Regions from separate parts of the Muntiacus reevesi genome. Here region 2 is linked to region 1. Evidence: chromatin contacts called from public Hi-C data. All regions are on one chromosome and are shown on one strand. Each heading gives the region's core, a stretch centred on a gene start, on an enhancer-like site or on the middle of the called end of the contact. The rest is flanking DNA. Distances are from core to core; before and after follow the strand shown.

The links. A called contact is a pair of places that touch in the nucleus more often than the background predicts.
Region 2: a contact with region 1 is called in a Hi-C map of muscle, with 6 times the contacts expected there. The contact joins the promoter of USP40 here to the promoter of ZSCAN20 in region 1. A contact is called at or near these places in 2 of 3 Hi-C or Micro-C datasets (blood and muscle).

The regions. Positions count from the first base shown.
Region 1 is chr1:170,744,251-170,748,868 of mMunRee1.1, forward strand. ZSCAN20 (zinc finger and SCAN domain containing 20) reads right to left here and starts at 1,978. Exons shown (of 10, transcript XR_010660508.1): 1 at 1,948-1,978.
Region 2 is chr1:171,711,704-171,716,321 of mMunRee1.1, forward strand. It overlaps USP40 (ubiquitin specific peptidase 40), which reads right to left and starts at 2,455. Exons shown (of 33, transcript XR_010660511.1): 1 at 2,352-2,455; 2 at 1,043-1,260.

The DNA of each region.
Region 1 (4,618 bases), core at 728-3,227:
CGTGATGGTAGGCTGCATTCAGCATGGGCTGTTACCCTGCCACCTTTCAGCTAAATGATCTCAAAGGTCTCTTCCAATAGCCAGGAAGATTTAGAAAGGGCACAGAGTCCCTCAGCAATGAAGGACGTGTCATCAGAGCCAGGCTCCCTTTATAAACAAACCCAGAGAAGCAGGGAGGCATCCCGACTCCCTGAGTGTGCATGCAGACATGGGGAGTGGCGTCGTCCCAGTGAATGACAGGCTGCAAGAGAAGATGTGCCCCAGTCTCCTGGGAAAGGCCAAGACTAGTCTGTGACCTCCAAAGAGAAAGAAACTGGGAGTTCCCAAAGGCTATCAAGTTCACTTGGCTGACTGTCCAGGCTACTGCTTAGAGCAGCCCAAGCCTACACTTAAGGACTTAAACCAGGGACAGCAAACAGGTTTCATTTAAAGCACCAACTACAGTCAACTGTGCTAAGGACTCTGCATCCCATGATCCCATGTGAACATGTACTGTGATCAATAAGTTGCGACCGCCAGACACAGGAGGGGGCGAAGGAGCACACATTATGGGCATTTGCCACGTCTGGTTTAAAGTCCTGTTGGCACTGAACCAGCTGACAGCAAAGACAACCCTGACAGGATACTAAAGCTCACAGCCCTAGAAATCCACTAGAAGTAGCAGTCTTCAAGCCTGGTACAGCAATGCTCACCCTGGACAGTCTTTATTCACATATTCATCAAGCATTTACTGATTTACTTGATTTTAATATATTAAGTACTTACTACTCTGGGCTGGGCAATGGGGAAATGGAGGTGATGCAGAAAGTGTTCCTGTCCTGAAGATACTCACAGTATAGTGGAAGCAACAACAACAATAGAAAAATCACAGACAATTATGATCAAATGTGGTAAATGCAATAAAAGAGGTCTGTGGGAGCTGGGGTGTGGGGGTGACTTAAATGAAGAAAGTAACCTTTGATTTGGTTCTAGAAAAAAGAAAAAAAGACTGAGTCTCTGAGCAGAGATTGGGGGGAACGTGTATTCTGAGCAGAGAGAACAGCATGTATAATGGTGGAAAATCAAACAGCCTCCCCAAGATATGGCGATAACCTTGCCAGCACAAAGACTAGGATGGAAAAGGAGTTCATGAAGGGTCTTGAATGTCAGGCTAAATTATCTGGACTTAATTCCATAGGTGATGGGAGTTAATGAAGGTTTTTAAGTAGAAGGCCTAATCTGATCTGTGGGTTCAACAGATCACAGCAGCCACAACATGTCTGTCCAACCTGTGAAGGTGACAAAGTGTAGGTTTCAACAAAATCCCTGATAAGGAAATACTCAACATACATTAACGAAATTAAAAGATCTGAAGATCCCTGGATGTGGAAGAATGCAAGGGGAATCAGAGGGCACCTGGGTAAAGAGGATGTTGGTACATTTACTTCCATCAGGCAGAAGGAAAGAAGTGCAGGTTGAGCGCAGAACACAAGAGCCCACCCTCTGGGTTCCAGAGGTCATGACCATTAGAGAAAGTGTATGCGGGTATCAAATGTTTGTTTTAGATGAGCAGGTAGAGGCTCGAACACTCTCTTTAAGGTCAGGCTTCAAGCTCAGGCCCTTTTCCCTCACTTCTTGCCACGGCCCCAGAACCCTCTCTTCTTCCCTATGAGGTCTCTAGACCCTTCCACCTTCAGAACCTCTTCCGATCCTCCTCAACTACAGAGCTTTCTAAGAATCTCATCACTGCAAGGGCCTTCTACCTACCTCCTCATCCCCGACCCCTCTATGACCCTTTCCATCTCCGGACGCTTCATCCTCTGACCGTCCCTCACTCCCCAGCCCACATAAAAGCTTCTTTCTCCCGTCTCACCTTCCCCGACCCCCTATGATAACCACCACGTCCTAAGTCTCCTCCAGCCCAGAGCCTTGAGTCTCAGCTGCCCTCGCCCAGCCACCCGGACTCACCCACCGAGACACCCACTTCACAACAGGGCGGAAGTGCTCCAGGACTCGCGCAGGGAATGCTGGGACGCGGAGTCCGAACCGCGCCACCCCGTGAATGGCGCGTCTGTGACTACAACTCCCAGAAGGAACCGCGTGAGCGCAAGCGTGTGGCCCCGCCCCCTCCTCGTTTGCGGTCTTGCAGGTGTTGTCAGCCAATAGATGCACCATCTCCTCCGTGTCCCCGGCACCAGAACAAATCGAAAGAAATTATTACGCATGGGGGCGGGGCCTGCTGTGATCCCGGTCCTTTCCACAGGCTCTGGAATAACGGCACCGCCCAGGGGGCGGGCATTCAAGTCGAAGGGGCGGAGTCTCTTGAAGCGCGGAGCAAGATTCGGAGGCCGGGGGTAGATCAAAGCAGAAACAATAAGAAATAAGGAGAGAGGGTGACTAGAGGTGACGCACCTGGAGGGCGGGAGAGAGTTGGACAATAGTAGGTTCAATTTCCAGTTCACAGTTAAGCTGCGTAACTTTGGATCAATGGTGAATCTCGCTTTCTTCACCTGTGAAGTGAAGATAATAATCGCATCCGTGTCGCTGGGTTTTTGTGAGACTTACTGGAATAATACACATAAAACGATTAACTCAGAACCGGGGTCTTAATAATACACAGGGAATATTAGCTATTATCATGTAAATAGTAGGGAGCTTGGCACTTCCTGCGTGCTGGAAGAATGTTAATCGTTATTAGAGTATTAATCACCAGAATAATTTTAATATAAATGCAGTTGCTTTGTTCCGTTATGAATACTTTGGAGTAAGAGCAATCTAACATGGGTTTGAGAATGTGAGTTTTGTAGTCAGACAAGGATCCAAATTCCAGCCCAGTGACTTCACAGCTATGTGGCCTTGAACAAATGACTGCGTCTCTTTTGGCTTAAGTTTTTTGGTAGGTAAAATGCAAGTGATAGAACTTACATTGCAGGGTATTGTGAAGATATATGAGATAATGCAGGGAAAGCAAGGTTTCTGAAGTCAAACTGCTTGTGTCTGACATTTCGTACTTTCATATGCAGGATGTAGTTGGTTTCACTAATTGTGAAACCTGGGGCAAATTACTTAACCTCTTTATGCCTCAGTTTTCTTAGCTATAAAATTGGAATTACAATAATGTCATCTACCTGCTAGGAATAAATGGGGAAAATATGTAAAGGGCCTGTCACATCTGGCAAAGGAGTTTAATAATAACTGCATGCGTGCTACCTGACTTCAGTCGTACCTGTTTCTTTGAGACCCCATGTACTGTAGCCCACCAGGCTCCTCTGTCCATGGAATTCTCCAGGCAAGAATACTGGAGTGGGTTGCCATGCTGTCTTCCAGGGGATCTTCCTGAACCAGGGACTGAACCCACATCTCTTACATCTCCTGCATTGGCAGACAAGTTCTTTACTACTAGCGCTGAGGTAGGAGATAGACAATCTCCAGGTTGGACATTTACGATTAGCCAGCCTACTCTTTGCATTTCCAGAGGTAAGAAATAGGCGGGATCCAGTTGAGAAATTTACAAGCAGCCCCCCATTTGCTCTTGGAAATGGAAGCAACAGCAGAAACAGGATGAAGAGCCAGTCTATCCCTTGTTAACACCTCAAGGGAATAATCATGGCAAGGAGGAAGAGAGGCAAAGACCCTTCCGAGTAAAAGATAAGGGAGACACTACACAAGTGCAGAAAAGATCCTTGGAGTCAGAAGTCAGAGGACTTTTCCAGGACTCATTCCAAGCCACAATGAGCCTTGCTCCTGCCAGAAGCCTTCACTTCGAGATCCATCTTGGCTGATGGGTGCATCAGCTGTAGAAAAAGAAACCAGATGACTGGCCTGAAGGAGGACAAAGACCCAGAAGAACTGCCTTATATAAATGACTTAACCACCTCTTTAAGGCGCTCCTCCTCACTAGGGGGAACGCCCACACCCTTACTCTCTGGGTGTGCATCTCTGCCTTGCTTCTATCTCAACTAAACAAACTGTTTCTCTATGTGCTCTCCCACATGTTCTGCTATGTCTCTGATACTAAACTTTGTACCTGCATTTACAGTGTCTGCCTCCGTGATAAATGCATTTTTCACTGGAGGCAAATGTCCAGGCAAGATTAGCTTCTAGCCTCTAGCCCTTGCTAGGCTAGGATTCCTAGTTTTCATCCAGGCTACCCAGGTTCATTCCTGGGCAGGGAATTAAAATCTCACTTCATGCCCCTGTTCTTTGCTGTCTCGCTGAGATAAGCACCACCTGGGAAGCCCTAATAATAATTAGCTATTATTATTTTTACTGATAGTTATGAGACTAAGGGGAAATCGACAGTACATGGCATATGGCATGTGCTCAACACGTTAGTGGTTTTTTAAATTATGAAAAAATCTATATTTGAATTTTAAGGACCCAGTTCAAAGCTCTTCTCCTCTGTGAAATGTGTTTCAGCCCATTTATAGTAATAATTCATGTGATTTTACTCAGTGAATCTAATAGCAACCTACAAGCACTCCTTGCTGTTGAAACCTCACCACAACCCTGAGAGGTGGGTTTTATTCCAATTTAAAAGGAGGAAATGAGGGCTTAGACAGATGATGTGATCTGCTCAAGATAGCTAACACAAGCTGGGATTTGATCTTCAGGGCACTTAACTCCAAAGGTTTCTTCT
Region 2 (4,618 bases), core at 1,205-3,704, 970 kb after region 1:
GATGGTTTCTAGGAGATTTCCCCTAGATTCTTAAAGTAAATCTGTTAATTGAGCTATTTTGACTGGGTTTCTATTCCTTGCACATGGTTTGTTATCTAATACCCTGTATCTCTGGAATTCAAAATTTCCAGATTTTATAAAGTTATTATGAAAAAGGGTTATATATGTTAACATTACATCCCCAGGAGGGTGTGGGACTAATGGTATCTATTAACCAATGTTAACCTTCATATTCCTGTAACAAACGTATGACCCACATGAGATAATTAAGACTAGAAACAGTATCACATCAGGTCAAGGTCTGAGGCCAAACAGGTTCAGATTATTAGATCACGTTGCTAGAATTTTCTGGATTTCAGAATTGCAGATAAATGACTAGAGTTTGTATGAATTAATATGACAACACCTCCCCACTCCAAAGAGAAGCATATAACTGCATTGAGTAACTCTGGTTTAAGTGTTTATTACTTTGAAAAGATAAAAAAAATACAAATACTGAAACAATAATGAAGACTGGCCCTCATGACAAAATTGTCTTTATGTTGTATTTTAAATTACGCTATTTAGTCTCTTAAGTCAGGTCCAACTCTCTCGTCACCCCATGGGCTGGAGCCCCCCAGGCTCCTCTGTCCATGAGACTTCTCAGGCAAAAAGACTGAAATGAGTTGCCATTTCCTTCTCTAGGGGCTCTTCCCCACCCAGGGATCAAACCTTCGTCTCTTGCACTGGGAGGCAGATTCTCTACGACTGAGCCACCAGGGAAGCCCCATATCCTAAATTACAGGAAGGAGTTACAAAAGAAATACATTGCTTAATTTTTAGTTTGTTACTGAACAATACTGTGATCATACAGAAAACATTCATAATTTAAGCTGCACATTTCTCTGCAGACAATTATCAACTTATGTCCCTCACAGGAACAGTTAACACATACTGTGGAATACACATTTAAAATAATTCATCTACTTGTGATTCTGCATGATTAACTACATGTAGAGATGAGGGTACACATTACTAGCCAAACGCATGTAACATATCATACCTCTGAATTCAGGTGTGAAATGAAGAGTCTGAAGAAGGGAATTGAGGTAACAGGTTCCACCCTGATTTCTGATTCCACTTAAATTGGTGAATTCTCTAGGAGCAGGTGGCTCCAAAGCTTTGGTCTTTAATTTCTTCCCTTTTCCATAATGATTATTTGACACACTGGAATAATCTTCTTCAAATAGGTCCCCAAACATTGTGAAACTAAATACTACCCTTAAAAAAATATGACATGTTATATAAGTGCCTTTATTTTTAAAACAGAATTTTTCCACATCTCCCCCTTGGGAGTATTTTAAGTTGCTCCTTAAGAAGTCTGGGCTTTGGAGGCAGCAAGACCTGAATTTTTTTCATCCCTGTTCCACACTACCTGTGTGACCTTGGGCGAGTTCCTTAACCTGCGTTCCATGTAAAAATTGAATACCAACTGTCATCCAGGGTCACTTTTAAAAAACCAAATAATGAAAGAGAGGCATTTAGTCTACAGGGTTTAGCCCATAATAAATGACAGCTTTTTTTTTTTTTAAGCCATACGGATATCACTAATGAAAAAAGAAAAAAACCCCATCAATACACCTAATCCGCTGAGGTGGCAAAGTCAATCCTAGATTCTAAGCCTTGACAAGAGCCTGGGGACCGTGAATCACTTCCCCAAATCTCTGCTTCTCACACTCCTTGTACCAGATTGTGACAGCTAAAAAAGTTAAACAGAACAAACTAATCCGTACAGGAATTTAATACCGGCCCCAAAGCTGGAGAGCCCGGAGTTTCACTGGTGGAAAAAAATAGCCATTTAAGTCGTCGGGCCTCAAAGTCTCACAATATTTATCCAGTGATCCCGACATTAGCTCCTGGGACGTCAAGCATCAGCTCAAGGTCTCCCTCACATCGATTGTGGAGAAGGGTTCTTTGGGAGATGAGAAACGCAAAGGGCCTAGCCCAGTACCTAAGTGACAGGAAACGCTGAAGTAAAATTATTTTTCTTTTCAATCCGTTCCTCAGAAAAAAATCACAAAAAATTGGAACGTGAAAGTGTGGCCTCGAGCGCGTGGTCTGAATTCTGGTCTCCCCCACGCCACGGCCGAGGCCAGGCCCTCAAGTCCTTCCAAGCCACCACGGTGCCTACGGGCGCGAGAAGGAAGCGGTCCCCGCGGCGGGGAACCGCAGACCCCCCACGCCAGGAGGACGCCGCATCTCGGGGCCGGCCCGAGCAGCCTCTCGCCTAGCCCGCCTCAGGCAGTGCTGCCCACACAGTCCCTACGCCCGCTTCGTCCCTCCCGAGAACCCCGGCCGCCGACCCCACTTACAGCCTAAAGCCCAGACCCCCGCCCCGGACAAAATTCGAAGCAAAAGGACGCGCCGCAACGGGGCGCCGCCATGATGGCGTATGCAGCTCTCCCGCCGCTCCGTGCGTGAGCTATTTATGGAACGCGCGGACTACTTCTCCCAGGATGCCCTGCGGGACTGCTGGCCTGCCGCGCAGGATCTCATGGGTAATGTAGTTCTTTTGCTCCGAGATTTCGGACATCTGATACGGTGGACGGTGCTCGCTTCTAGTCTACTGGCACGTTCGGGGATTCTCTGGATCAGGCGGCCACTCATTCATTCAGTTTTTTTTTTTTTCATTCAGTTTTTTAAAGTTTGTATTTATTGCTATTCGCAATTCATATTAGTTAGAGAATACAAAGATCGCTTGTCTTTTGGCTTGGCTAATGGCAGGTTACTTCAACCTTGGAAATATTTGTGTAGAGCTTTAAGGGTGCCGTATACTTTCAAAGACATTTTACAAAGTGTATCTCCAGTGAAAAGTGTTCCACATAACTTTGATCCTTTATAACGTCCTCAGTATTTGTTTTGTCTGCACCAACTCTCATACGCAAGAAAAGAAAGAGGAAAGTGTTAGTCGCTCCGTCGTGTCCAACTTTTGTGTCGGACTCTGCCTGCCTATGGGCTGCAGCCCGACAGGCTCCTCTGTCCATAGGATTCTCCAGGCAAGAATACCGGAGTGGGTTACCATTCCCCTCTCCAGGGGATCTTCCCAACCCAGGGATGGAACCCGGGTCTCCTGCATTGTGGGCAGATTCTTTACTATCTGAGCCACCAGGGAAGACCCTCATACCCAAAGGTACACTAAAAATAACTCAAAATCATGCTCTTTTGCCCGCTTGAGCACGTTTGTTGGGCTCTTTGGGTAGTTTTTTTTGGCTCTTCTGGCATCTCTCCTGTCCCATCCAGTTTCCATCCAAGAACGAATGAGGCCGAAGGGAAGAAAATCATTTTGACTTAAGCTAAAGGTTTCAGAGATTGAGAACAGCAATAGTGATAGACAAAGTCGAAAGGCAGAAGTCAAAGTGAATGCCAGCCTGAGGGGTTTGTGTTTGGAACACAGGAGGGACAGTTCTGTGGTTGCAATGTTCAGGATTGTCAGGAGGAAAAGCACTGGAGGCCAGGGACCAGCCAGCAGGCTGAAGGTCTAGGTCAGGAAACCACAGTGGGAATTGCTGGTTTTCAGGGTCTCATTTCTCTTGGCAGCCTCCTCTTCGTGACTCTCCTCCCTGGCTCTGAGGCAGTCTATCCTGCCATTTCCCTTACTGCCTTTTGATCACTTCTTTGCCTTCTGTGCTTCAATTCCCTCTTCCTCAAATTTGAGTAAATATTCCTCAAATTTCCATTCTCAGATCAAGAATGAGCCCTGGAAGATTAGCTCCTGAGGATACAAGCTCACCCTTGTGCCCAGCTCTATCCCTGCCATCTCAACAGTGACTGGGTCAGTACAGGATCTTAATAGATATGCGTTGAATGAATGAATGGTTTATTAACACCACTGTTGTTCCCAGGTCTTGGAGCTGTATTTGAAACTTCATCTTTTTCACATGAAGCAAATCATTTGTGACTCAGAGTATTGCCTGGGCAATGCTTGTTCCATGGTTCCCTCTCTTCCTGTCAGATCCTTTATCATTATAAGTCTCATCCACTTTAGGATGACAACCTTTTAGGGTGGACTGCCACTTTATCCAGCCCATCCTGCGAGTCACTATGAGATCTGTCTGAAACTTGCCCCAAGCTTATGTTTCTTTACCGAGGAGGCTTTGGTGATTCCTTGGTATCTACTGCAGAAACTCCTCCATGGTCCAAACACTCTTCATACTGTATTTCTTATGACTCAACTATTCTCCAGTTAAAGTGCTTCCAAATATACCATATGCCTTCGTGCTTCTGTGACCTGAATCGTGTCCTCACTGCAAGGGACATCCACCCCCCCCCCCCCCAGATCCTTGTCACTCCGTTCATTATAAAGTGAAAACTAAAAGTGAAAGTTGCTCAGAGTCAGTATTGTCTGACTCTTTGCGACTGTATGGACTATACAGTCTGTGGAATTCTCCAGGCTAGAACACTGGAGAAGGTAACCTTTCTCTTCTCCAGGGAATCTTACCAACCCAGAGACTGAACCCAGGTCTTCCTCATTGCAGGAGGATTCTTTATCAGCTGAGCTACCGGGAAATCCCTCCTTCATTATAAGTCCATCTCAAACTCTAAATCATCCATCTGAAATTTCCATCTTAAAATTTTCAGA